Linked DNA regions of Anas platyrhynchos: region 1 is linked to region 2. Evidence: chromatin contacts called from public Hi-C data. All regions are on one chromosome and are shown on one strand. The core of a region is the stretch at or near the end of the contact, and the rest is flanking DNA. Distances in the headings are between cores, read along the strand shown. Region 1 overlaps ARHGEF26 (Rho guanine nucleotide exchange factor 26). Region 2 has its middle 22 kb from the start of P2RY1.

Region 1 (5,676 bases), core at 2,023-4,522, 200 kb after region 2:
TCAGCCATAAACTGAAGGTGCACGTCAGTGCGTCTGTGTTAGCTGATTACTGTCGTTTTAAAAAATGTGTTAAATGTCCCTCCTGTTACTGCACTGCCTGGTGGGAAGATTTCATCCCCATTTACGTCCATCTGCTTGCTCTGGCTGCAGTGCCTCCAGCCCTCAACCAGCCGTACCTGTGCACTGCTGGTCAGGAGAAGTCTGTGGGCCTCCTGGAGAGCACAGGGGTAGAAAGATAAAGACTCCTCAGGAGTTCAAAGCAGGCTGTTCTGTTGAATGGAGATAAGAGGAATTTGTAGAGGTTTATCTCAGGTGATTAATTAGTTAGGAATGCATTCGTTATTTACTATGCAAATGTATGCACTACTTTTCTTTCTTTTTAGGTTCAGGATCCCAATGACTACAGCATCCCTAGCTGGTTTTGCTAGTTCTGTCCTTGGCTAGGCAGCAATTGCTGCGTAAAAGTTGTTTAAAAACGGAACTGACTTCTTAAAAACAAACAAGGAAGGGGAAATCACACACCTGGTGGAAAACTAAGCATTTTAATGTTGTGTTTTTCTCCTTTGTTTTACAGTGAAGAGAGTTACAATGTCACAGATTATTCTTTAAGGGATCAGCTCGTGGTACAACAGTGTGACAGTGAGGACCTGACCTCTTCTCCTGTAAAGAACACTTCAGCTATGCTGTACTCGCGGCAGAGCGCTACAGTGTACCTCTTCAGATTGGCAGTCCTCAGTAACCACGCAGGAGAGAAGGTGGAGATGCTCTTGGGAACAGACACTCAGTAAGTAAATAGTTATAACTTCTGTAATTTTTCACCCGATCATCTCAACAGGTTGTTGTTGATATCTGATCAGCAGTGACCGAGGAAGGATTACATTAAAAATGACCCCGTATTTATCACGGGCCACGCTGGCGTCCTGTTCAGCAACGCTGGAGAGTTTGTTGTTCCACCTGCTGACTGCTGTGATTTGCACTGTTTTTATTCCATTAAGTGTGCACTTCCGAAGCTAGGCAAGGTAACAGAACAAGCCTTTCTGTTTTTTTAATGATTGACAGAGAAGAAGAATGTGCAGCTTGTGTAAGATCCTAGATAGAGGAATAAATATTTACTGGAATAAAATAGAGCCTCTCCAAACCTGGTTCAGTTTCTCATGGATAATCGTGTCATGACAGGGCTCAGGGGTTTGAAGTCCCTGTCATGTTATTGTCATTCTCTTTTCTTGATGTCATGTTGTAGGGATAATAGCAAATTGAGTACACACGCTAAAATTATGTAAACTGAAGTATCTGTTACTAGGTGCTATTGTTCTAGGTCTACAGACCAAGAATTAACTGTGCTTCTGCCTCAGAGACTGCCAGCTCCCTAGCCAGTGAGTAATGGCGTGGCCGTGCCTTGCAGTGTGTTACATTAATACCATTAGGATAAGTAAATTGAGAGCCCATTAGAGGGTAGAATAGAAAGGAGAGATGACAAAGCTCCACTTGTATGTTGTACGGTGTGGTCTGAAATAGAGTTCTCATCACAAAGCCACATCTGACTTTCTGCAAACATTTTGCTGCCTCTTCCAAACCTGCAGCCAAATGGATAAGTACAAAGCTGGTGGTGCTGTTTTTTCCCCAAGTAATGCAGCAAGGAACAAAAAAAGGAACTAAAAAATACATTGAGGTAATGCAGAGGAGTCCATGGTGATGCAAGGTACAGTGAACTACAGTCGTGCATTGCTTCAAGGTGCTGAAAGATTATCTGTGATAGCTTTGCGTAAAAATGCTTCTCATAAACAGGAACCAAAAACCTTAGGTTTAACACTTCTTATTTTTGCAAAAAAAAAAAAAAGGAGAACTGACATGACCATTCCTAAACAGTAAAGGCTTTTTGTTGCATGTTAGTTGGAGAGGGTTTTCATCAGAGGGAAGGTGTGTAAGTCAGTGTAATGTTGCTGAAGACAGCAGAGTATCTGAAGGGTAATCCAGGCTGAAGATAATAATAATGCTGGATTTCTGAATCCCTTCTGGTGGTTATTGGTGAGGCAAACATGCCAGGGCTGCAGGACAGGGATTTACGGGGGATTGGAGGGGGGAGCGTGGGGAGAAGCTTTTATGTACAAAATTAAAGGTGGTGTTTTCCAAACTGAGCTTAAAATGCAACCCTTCTGATTCGGGCAAAGAGCAGACTACAGGCTGTCAGTGCTCTCATTTGCAGTCCTCACTTAGCGTCAAGATAATTAGCTCATTCTAATTAAGCCAAATCTAGTGAAAGTTAATTATTGTTCTATTTGCTGCTTACAGTAGGATGACCTCAGGCTTTAGTGGCGGGTAATGTAGTTTAAAATTACTTTAAAGACGGAGTAAGCAGTGTAGCTGCCATTAACCTTTCACCTTGCCCTGGATGCGTTTTTCCCGTGCGAGGTTCAGAGGCTCCCAGGCACAGCCCCTCAGGACCCGGCTGTCTTTGGAGCTTACAGAGAGGGTCTGACTGGCACAGCTCCGGGTCTTGGCCACTCTTGGTGTTAAGGTGCTGTCTCTATTAAGCATCACAATACCTCTGTAGCTACGTGACTTGTGTGTGGCATAGCTCAACTTCTCTGCGTAACGTTTCCAACCTGCGTTGCCTGCATACACTCCCAGTTTAAATTGTGAAGTGCTCAGTTTCTGGAGCAGTTTCATTTGAGCTTCTCTAAGTCTCTGGATCATTGTTGAGATCCCAGAGACGACTGTGGACAATGAAGGTTAGTTACCCAAATACTACAAACATGACAACGCTCTGAGATGTGGCTGGGGCTTTGGGTGGCCCTGTGTGGACCAGGAGCTGGGCTCGGTGACCCTTGTTGGGTCCCTTCCAACTGGGATGCTCTGTGGTTCTGCTTCCACTTGAACTACAAATGGGGCTGAGTTATCGCTGTTGGTTGTCGTAGCATAAGTACATGATAGGTCAAATACTTCTCTAATATTTTCTTCTGAGTGCTGGAAGTTGAGCAGTGGGTTTTCTGCCTTGCTTGCCTGTTAGCAGAGAACTTCCCTCAAATAATCACTGGGGCCAGGGGGTAAGTGCCTGAAGTAAAGTGGAGAGCAACGAGTGTCCTGTGGTTGCAAGCAGTCTGTACACCTGCCTTCTGCAGGGCGCTTGGATGTGCAGCTGCCTCTCCAGGACTTACCGCTGCAAGTGGCAGCAAACACTGACCGGAGTGCGTTGGGTCCGGTGCTGAGCGGTGCTGTCCCGGGGCAGCTTTGTGAATCCTGTACCAGAGCGGAAACTGCAGGACGGGATGGAGGAGGAGTTTGGCACTGCCGCGGGGAAGCTGCGCTGGATAGAGGTGGTCCTTGTTCTCCTGGGGCAGTGCTGGAGTGCTCTGCTTTAGAAAAGGGCAACAAGCAGCGTCTTGTTCTTGCGGGTGCGAGTCTCGGAGAGGCCATCGCTTCTGTGTGGTGCCATTAACATCCACACAGCCCTTCACAGAAGTGAAAGATGGTATCTGTTCCGCGGAGGCTGGGGGCGGGACACAAGACATGAAACAGAACGCTCCAGACGCATCCCAGCCTGGAAAAACTTACAGTTTTAGGTTTGCTTTCAAAGTTTAGAATAACTCTGAAAGAAACTATAGATCGTTAATGATTCCTATTAAAGATCTTATTATAAAGTAAGCAGATGATTCAGACTTGCTTGGAAATGCGATTTTATTGGGAAAAAAATGAAGCACATTTTTAGTTGTCTGGGCTTTTTATAAAAAGACATTTTGTTCTACAGAATATTACTGCTTGCCTATATAAGGTTTGTGATATAAATAGCAGTCCATCAGATTATCTTTCAAGGGAAAAAGTCTCTGACAATACCTCCTTGATTTGAAAACTTTTAATAGAGCGTTGCCGTGTGTGGTGTGCTCAGGGCTCCGACAATCCCAACTTTTTGTAACTTGAGGCAAGCGCGATGGGGAGGGCAGCGGCAGGAGGAGGGCCCAGCTGGACGCTTCAGAGCGCTCACTGATCGGAGCGATGCATGTTCAAAGCAAAACGTTTGTGTTGACTACGATTTCCAGCGCAGTTTGATCGCGTTGTGTCACTTTGTGTGGCTCGTGGTTCCCAGGTACAGCAGTAGAGGCGCAGGGTCCGGAGCGTTGTGGTGGTGGGGCACGGCCGGCAGCTGAGGGTGGCATCAGGGGAAGGCTCCTCACAAACCTCATGTGTCTTTCGTGGCCTGTTCCCACCGAATTACAGCTCTGGAGCAGCTGTAATTGTGCCTGCTGCTGGAGGTGGAGGGTTAAATTACAGGGTCACTTAGCATTAGATGATCCACTGGCGCTGGCATCTTTTTGTGTTTGTCTCCCGGTCTGTCTGTTTACACAAGTAACATCGATTCCCTTGAAAAATACACGGAAAGCTATGGAAGGACAAAGGCTTTTTTGGTCAGAGGTTGGACTCGAGGATCTTGAGGTGTCTTCCAACCTAGACAACTCTGTGATTCTGTGATTCCCTAGTCTGGCTGAGAGCTGTGGTTTTTTGGACTGGATTTTTCATATTCATGCTTAACACTGCCTTCTGGGGAGAGGGTGACTTCAGTGGGAGTAAAGTTGTTTTGTGTTCACCAACTATCTGGTGTACGTGGATTTATGAAGAAACACATACTTAGATAGGAAGGCAGTCTGGTATTATCCCATTTTTTAAGAGTTGTTTGAAAGGAAATGTAATTTTCTTATTAAGACTGGTTATAGGAAAATACGGATCTGTAAATAACATGTTTCTAAAAATAAGAACAAAATTAAGGTTGTGCAAAATTGTATATGTTTTCTTACTGTGGTTGAGACACAAGTTTAGCACTGGTTTCAGATTTTCAAAAAATGAACAACTGCAGACGACAGATGTTACTATTTTTAGTTAAAAACTCAAGTTATCTAAAGACAAAATTTTGAAGAAGAAAATTCAAGTGGATTATTTAATTTTGTTTATATTAGTCATAAGTATTAGTCGCAGACACTAGTAGAGAAGTTTACCTGCATTACTTAAAAAATAATTAAAATAAGGGTATGTAAGATGTGATGCCAGTAAGAACCATGTGTGTATAGGCATTTTTTCTACTCTAACATGCTTAAAATGTTTGTGTTTGAAGAGTGTTATTACAAGAAGTAGTATCACACCTGGCCATGTTTTGAGAGGAGGAGAAAGGAGGTTATGTTTAGTTTTTCTTTCACAATAAGAGGAAGAATTTAAATACAGAACCTTGAAAAGGGAGTAGTCTTGATCATTGTTCAAGAGCATGAGTTGGGAAACTGAATTTTGTTTTTGCTGTTTGCAGAAGCGAAAGAGCTCGCTGGATTACGGTGCTTGGGCAAGACAGAGATGGGCAGAAGACTGACAGAACGAGTAAGTTGCAAGTACTGAGATTTCTGAGCACTCTGACATGAGAATAGAAGTGCACTGCCCCTTAGCGGGGATTTGAGCAAACACAGGCTCTATCCTTAAAAATGTCACCTTTCTTTTCCTGGGCTGTGTTACTTTAATATACATGAAGCTGTCATCGCTTCCTTCTTTGAGGAGTTTTGTTTTGCCCAGTTATTTCTGTTTGCATTTATTAACACTGGTCAGTTGTTTCCATCTGTTACCAAGAGCAAAGCTCCCTTCTTTGTGTTTAACCCAAGTTTGTGTGCAGTTGCTCAGGTGGGAAGCCATCTGCATCATTTGCTG
Region 2 (6,158 bases), core at 2,847-5,346:
GGCACAGCTCCTGAGCACACCTCAGCCCGGTGTCCCGGTGCAGGGCACCACCACGCTGGTGGCAGCACACCGCGGGGTTTGGCTGTGCTGTGGGCAGGGGAGGCGTTTGCATTTCCTACCTGGTTGACAGCGGGCTGAGCAATTCAGAAGTCAGCAGGCTTCCAAAAGTAAATGAGGGGAAAAACTGCTGCTGATTTAGGAAGTTATTGTGTGCTTGGAGCCAGAAGGTGGCCGTTTTCTGCCCATTGCGCTTTCATCACAAGCCTGCCATTTATTTTAGCACTCTGCGACTTGAGGTGCGTCCAAGAGCCAGGTGCATCACCGCGCCTGTGGGCACCCCGTGAGGCTCCCCACTCGTGGCCAAGTCCTTGGTGAAAATCACAGCAGTTGTGTGACCAGGGAAAGCCGGGGTTGAGGCTGGAGCAGCCACCAGCACTGGGGCACCGGCAGCACCCGGGGGCCAGGGTGAGGGCCCCCTCCCAGCAGCCAGGCTCAGGAGTGAGCACAGTGGCCCTGGCCCGTGCTGCGCCCAGGGTTTCAGGAAGAGGGGAAAGGGTTTCTCTGCTGTTCCAAAAGTAGAACAATTTCCACCAGGCCTACGGGAATGGATGGAGGCGTTTTCTCTCGTTTGGGAAGCAGTCTCTGCTGTGTACCCATTTTAATCACAGCATCTCAGTGCCAGATCTCCAAAGTGCCATGCTCCTCCTGCAGGGCGACCTTGCAAAATGACCTTGCACGGCTCGGCACAGGCAAGTAGCAGCAGGGCTTTCTGCAGGCTGAGGGCAGGCAGAGAACAGCTTCCAGCTAGCGGAGCAGGAAGCAAAAGAGTGCCGGGTGTGCAGGCGACCGAAGGGGCAGGGACAGGAGAGGTGTGTCTGAGCGACGGGGGGGAGCACAAAATGGCAAGCGCTGCTGTGCTCCTCGCACAGCGAGACCACAACCCTGCCGTCACGGAGACGCGCTGAACAGAGCAACTCGGCACTGGAGCAAAACAAGGTGGGTGTGAAGAGGCTAGGAAAGGAGTCGTGATGTTTTGGTAAAATGTAAATTAGCGTTCAGCGGCGTGCTCGACACACAGTGATCCAGATACGAAAGTAAGTATGTTATGATGGAAACAAGGTAAATGAAGTCTAATAACCCCGGCAGTTTAAAGGAGGAGTGCTCCAGCATTACGATTGGTTCAGATGTGTCAGTAACAAGAAGATGCATTAAAATCATGAAGTGTTTTATTTTTGGAAAGATGATGTATTTCTCTTGAGCTTAATAGTGTCCTAATCCCACTAAAAGAAAGACTAAGTTATAATGTGAGCTCCTAAATAATGTATCGCAGGTCAATTTTGAAACACACCAGAAAGCACCATTTAGCACTGAAGGTTTTTTATTCCCTTTAGGTATGGTAATGCATTAGTTGGATCCCAACTTCTTCGGCACTGCAAGCGTCTCGGTGGCTCTTCCCATCACACACGCGCTACTTGGCAGGAATTGGCTTTGCAGCTTTATAATGGGCCTCCTGTCTTGCAAAGCTTTGGGATCGCTCCTTTCAATGTGGATTTATGGCCTCACTTTTCACTAAAACATCAGGAATAGGTTAGGTAAAACGTTGGGCAGTTTAAATAAGCACCAACCCTTGCTTCGCCAGGGGATTGACGGGGGACCAGCAGTGGCAGTGCTGGAGCCAGCTCTGGGCTCGCAGCTCCCAGCTGCTGGCCAGCCTTAGCATGGGACCAACCCTGTCCTCCGCTGCTGTACGGAGCTGGTCTCATACTGACACAGATTTTACATAGGCAAAACATATACTTGTTTATTCTGGAAGGAGAACAAACTTATTCTGTAAGCTGTAGTTAGCCATCAGATGTTTAGATATCATGGTACTGGACAGCTGGGTACCGTCCCCGAGAAAGGCTGCCCAATTAAAGAGCCTTCAGATGGAGGCAGTGCAGGCAGGGATGCTAAAAGCCTGTAATAAAACTCTTCCCCGGGCTGACAGAGGTAATTGCTGTGAAAGCCATTTCCATCACGCTCCCCATCACGAAGCCAAAGCACGTGCCGTGAGCACGGCCCGGCTCCTTCTCCACCCAAGGTGCCTCCAGGCCCCTGCCTGCCCAGCACCAGCACTGCCCGTGCATGAAAAACAAGAAGGGGATGGTGGAAAATGCTAATGTGCTTTTCTGAAGAACAGCCTTTCTCTTCCTCTGCAAACCCTCCGAGCCAGGACCCGCAGCCGCAGGCATCGCCATGGTTACTGCTCGGCGCACGCGCGCTGCCTGCTCCGGCGGCACCGGCCGGGATGCGGGAGCAAGGCAGGAGCCAGAGGAGGATGCAGAGGGATGCGATCGCACCTGGGGACATGCTGCCACGAGGCTGGGCCCTTCGGGTCGGCCCTGGGCAGAGATCTGCTCACGGTGCTGTGAAGGCTCGGTGCCAGCCGGGATGTGTGAGCGCAGGCACTGCGCTGGTTGTGGGGACAGGGCGCACACCCAATATCACCTGCCCCATGGCCATGCCCCCGTGGTGCCCCAGTGCTGTTGGCTACAGCTGGGTTCAGTTATATCTGTTTTATTTGGTGGAATTGTCTCTGCACTGACTACACACCTAAGTGCTCACAGCACACGGCAAGCAACATTTGGCAAAGAGCCGCAGCAAAGCAGCGTGTGGCCGGGCCTTCTCGAGGCCATCGACGTGGTGCAGTAGGGTGGAAGGAGGTGAGATGGAAAGCACCAAACATCGCGGGGTCACTGCTCACACCCCAGCAAGAAACGGGACAGCGCCCGCGAGTGAGCCTAACAGAAAGGTGGCGAGGAGGAAACCCTGCGGTGCTGCTCCTTGCCTCCAGCAGAAGTCTGAAGAGCAACGCGTTAGAGTTGCACCTCGTGAGTGCACATGGATGCATCAGCTGCATGCGGGATTGATTAAGATACTTTAAAAAAAAAACCACCTTTTTGAAAGCATTTAGGAAATAGGTGAAGGCAGAGCTAAAGTCCCCCTTGAAAACACGTGAGCAGAAATGGGCTGGTGTTATATCACTGCAAGTCACCAGAAATCACGCTGAAAGCGCCCGGGTTGTGCTTGGTGGTTGGCTTCCCTTTACATCAAAGCCATTTGATTTCTGGAGCCCTCACCCTGAGCCCCCCCCGGGTGACACCAGGCTAACACAGCTGCGGGCAGGGGCTGCGCTGTCACCTGGTCCCTGCGCCAGACCCGAGGCCACCCCTGGGCACAACTGGGGGCAGGATGGGGACAGGAGGGGGGCATGATGGGGACAGGAGGGGGGCAGGAGGGGGGCAGGAGGGGGGGAGGAGGGGGACAGGATGGGGGCAGGAGGCGCTGCCCCCCCCCGGCTGGGCTCGGCCCCGCTGCCCGCAGGGGGCGCCCGCGGCGCGGCACGGCCCGGATCGGATCGGCGGGGAGCGGGGTGCGGGAAGAGGGGAACGGGAAAGGGGAGAAAAAGGGGAGAAGAAAAAGGAGAAGCAAATAAAGAGAGGAAAAGGAGAGGAGAAAAAGTGAAGAGAGGGGAGAAAGAAGAGAGAAAAGCAGAGCAGAGATGAGAAAGCAGAAGAAGAGAAAAAAAAGAAGAGAGAAAAGAGAAGAGAAGAGAAGAAGAGAAGAGAAGAGAAGAGAAGAGAAGAGAAGAGAAGAGAAGAGAAGAGAAGAGAAGAGAAGAGAAGAGAAGAGAAGAGAAGAGACGAGACGAGACGAGAAGAGACGAGAAGAGAAAAAGAAAAGAAAAGAAAAGAAAAGAAAAGAAAAGAAAAGAAAAGAAAAGAAAAGAAAAGAAAAGAAAAGAAAAGAAAAAAAGAAAAAAAAAAGAAAAGAAAAAAGGAGCCATTTCCAGTGTTTGTCCACCCCTACAGCCACCACCTTTTTCGCAGTGTGCAGTCCGATCCTCTCCTGAAGGCTCTCCCTTTCCCTCCCCCCAGCAGGAGGTGCCCAGCCCTCCCAAGTGCTCTGTGCTGCTCTGGGAGCGTTCCCCCCTTGAGCTGTGTGGCAGGAGCAGGCAGGACCGGGATCCCTCGCAGGGTGCCCTGTGGCCCAGCTGTAGCCGCTCGGGCTCAGAGCTTGCCGAGGCTCGCCCCGTGCCCGGGGCAGGTGGTGCAGGAGATGCGGGATTCAGTCACCAGCAGCGGGAGCTGCAGGAGAGCTGCAGCATCGCCCTGCCTGCTGCCCCACTGCGAGGCTGTGCGGCCCTCCTGCCTCCTGCCCCGGGCTGCCAGCAGCCCTGCTCCTGCTCCTGCTCCTGTGCCATGGGGACTCGCTGCCCCTCACGGGTGCACATTCTCTGTGGTAAGGGTAAAACCCTTCCTGGTCAAGAACATGATTTATCGCATCTCTGACAAAACGGAGCAGTGTGGATCTGAGCCACCTGCCTCCATGCAGGATGTGAGATGTTGAAGGCTTCGTCTCCACAATAGCAACCCACACGGTGCTCTGTAATTCTCAATAATTGCCTCGTTTACTTTCCCTGTGCTATCTCAGGTGCTCTGCTCTGTATTTCACTGGCTCTGCTTGCCGTAGATTTGCAGTCTGCATTCAAAGACTGCGAAGCCAGAAGAGATCGCTGTGATTTTCCAGCATGACCTCCTTCATAACACAAACTGCAGCACTCCCCCAGCCACATTCCTGCCTGGCTGCAGCATCTTGTGTAGGAAAAAATTATCTCGTCTTAAAAAAGCCACTGGGGTAGGAGGCTCATGCTGGCTCTCAGGGAAGCGCTCCAGTGCGTGGTTGTCCTGGCTCTTCACGTTTGCCCCCACTCTGGCATCACAGAGCTTCAATGTGTAAGCACTGGATCTTAAACACGCTTTTGTCTGCCAGACCAGAGAGACCTAAAGGCAGCGAATTTTTGTTCTCTTTAGGTGTTCATAAGCTGTAATCAAATTACTGTAATTATTTGTCTGACAAACTAGCCAGGGTAAGCTCTCTAGTGCAGAGTGCTGAATATGTTCTGAAACCGGACCTTAAGTTTTAATCCACCACCTTCCAGATCTGAAGGAGAAGCAGCAGCTATTTTTGTGCAGTTTTCTTGTCTTCATTTTTAAATCTAAGTGAATGTAAAAGCAATTCCACAGCCAACCAAAATGTGATAAAGGGACAAATGTATAAAACAAATCCAAGGGCACTCATAGCACTGCAGTGCTGAAAACATTCAGCAGTCTGGATGCGGGCTGGTGGTGGCCGAGCAGAGAGCATCCTGCCAGCTACTGAAATCCCGGTAGCGTCGATCCAACCAGTGTTGCTGAACATTGCACAGCCTCTCGAGCTACGCATGTTGCCTTGGAGACATTTTTCATGCAGCAGCGTGGACAAGGTTTCCTTGCGCAGTTCATGTTTGACTTGTATCACGACGCTTGCATCCCTCCTGCCCTGGTGCTATCCAGCGCTGCAACGTGCTCATCCCCACACTGCTGCAGAAACAACTCCCAAAACCTAGCCAAAACTGCGGGGACCTGTATGGTTTGGAGTTTCCATTTTCCAGGTCTGCTTGCAGGGTACACGGGAACCCTAGCCAAACACCTGATTCACCCCTCTTTAAGGTACAGCAACTCCAGAAGCTAGGTTTAAGAGCAATTAGTGGAGCAGTCTGGTTTGAAAAGCAGGAAGGGAGCCTCAGAGCTGGAGGGCAGTGCTGCAAGCCCCGGCTGCTCCAGGAGGAGCAGGGATGGGGAGGGATTTCTCTCCCTTCACTTCCAGCCTGGCCCTGCAGTGCTGAGCTGACCCCTGAGGGCCAGCAGCACACACGGGTCCCTGCCGGGTCACTGCAGCTGGTCATGGTCACGGTCACGGTCACGGTCATGGTCACAGTCACGGTGCTCCCCACACCCCGAGCACAGCCACGGGCAGCCAGGCTGGGCACTGGACTTGAATGCTGGCCGTGCAATCAGCACAGGCTTTGTGCTCGCAGTTATAAAAGTATTTGGGCCCCCGGGTCTGCATGCTGGGCAGCGCAGTGCTCTGCCTCTCTGCTCTCATACCGGCTGAAATCTTTCCGTACACATGTAAATCCTCCAGCTAATGCCCCAGGTAGAAGGCCCGCTGTTTATTCATGTGCATGGTGGCTGCCAGCAGCTAGACCTGTTAGGAGAGGTTCCAGTTCACGAGGGGTTAGGAGGCTTGCCCAGCGTGGGCACTGGGAAAGGAGAGCTGCTTTACAAGCCAGCAGC

Evidence for each region. A called contact is a pair of places that touch in the nucleus more often than the background predicts.
Region 1: a contact with region 2 is called in a Hi-C map of subcutaneous adipose tissue, with 4 times the contacts expected there. The contact joins two enhancer-like sites. A contact is called at or near these places in 3 of 8 Hi-C or Micro-C datasets (skeletal muscle, small yellow follicle and subcutaneous adipose tissue).

What each region holds. Positions count from the first base shown.
Region 1 is chr9:1,097,244-1,102,919 of IASCAAS_PekinDuck_T2T, forward strand. It overlaps ARHGEF26 (Rho guanine nucleotide exchange factor 26), which reads left to right. Exons shown (of 14, transcript XM_027464549.3): 11 at 575-784; 12 at 5,288-5,355. Among named protein-coding and RNA genes, the nearest start is that of DHX36, 25 kb to the right of the region's middle. Within about 2 kb of position 3,273, at least 3 of the 8 cell types and tissues checked have an H3K27ac peak or open chromatin away from gene starts, as enhancers often do. A contact at or near this core is called in subcutaneous adipose tissue, where this site is marked.
Region 2 is chr9:896,540-902,697 of IASCAAS_PekinDuck_T2T, forward strand. No RefSeq gene overlaps it. Among named protein-coding and RNA genes, the nearest start is that of P2RY1, 22 kb to the left of the region's middle. Within about 2 kb of position 4,097, at least 4 of the 8 cell types and tissues checked have an H3K27ac peak or open chromatin away from gene starts, as enhancers often do. A contact at or near this core is called in subcutaneous adipose tissue, where this site is marked.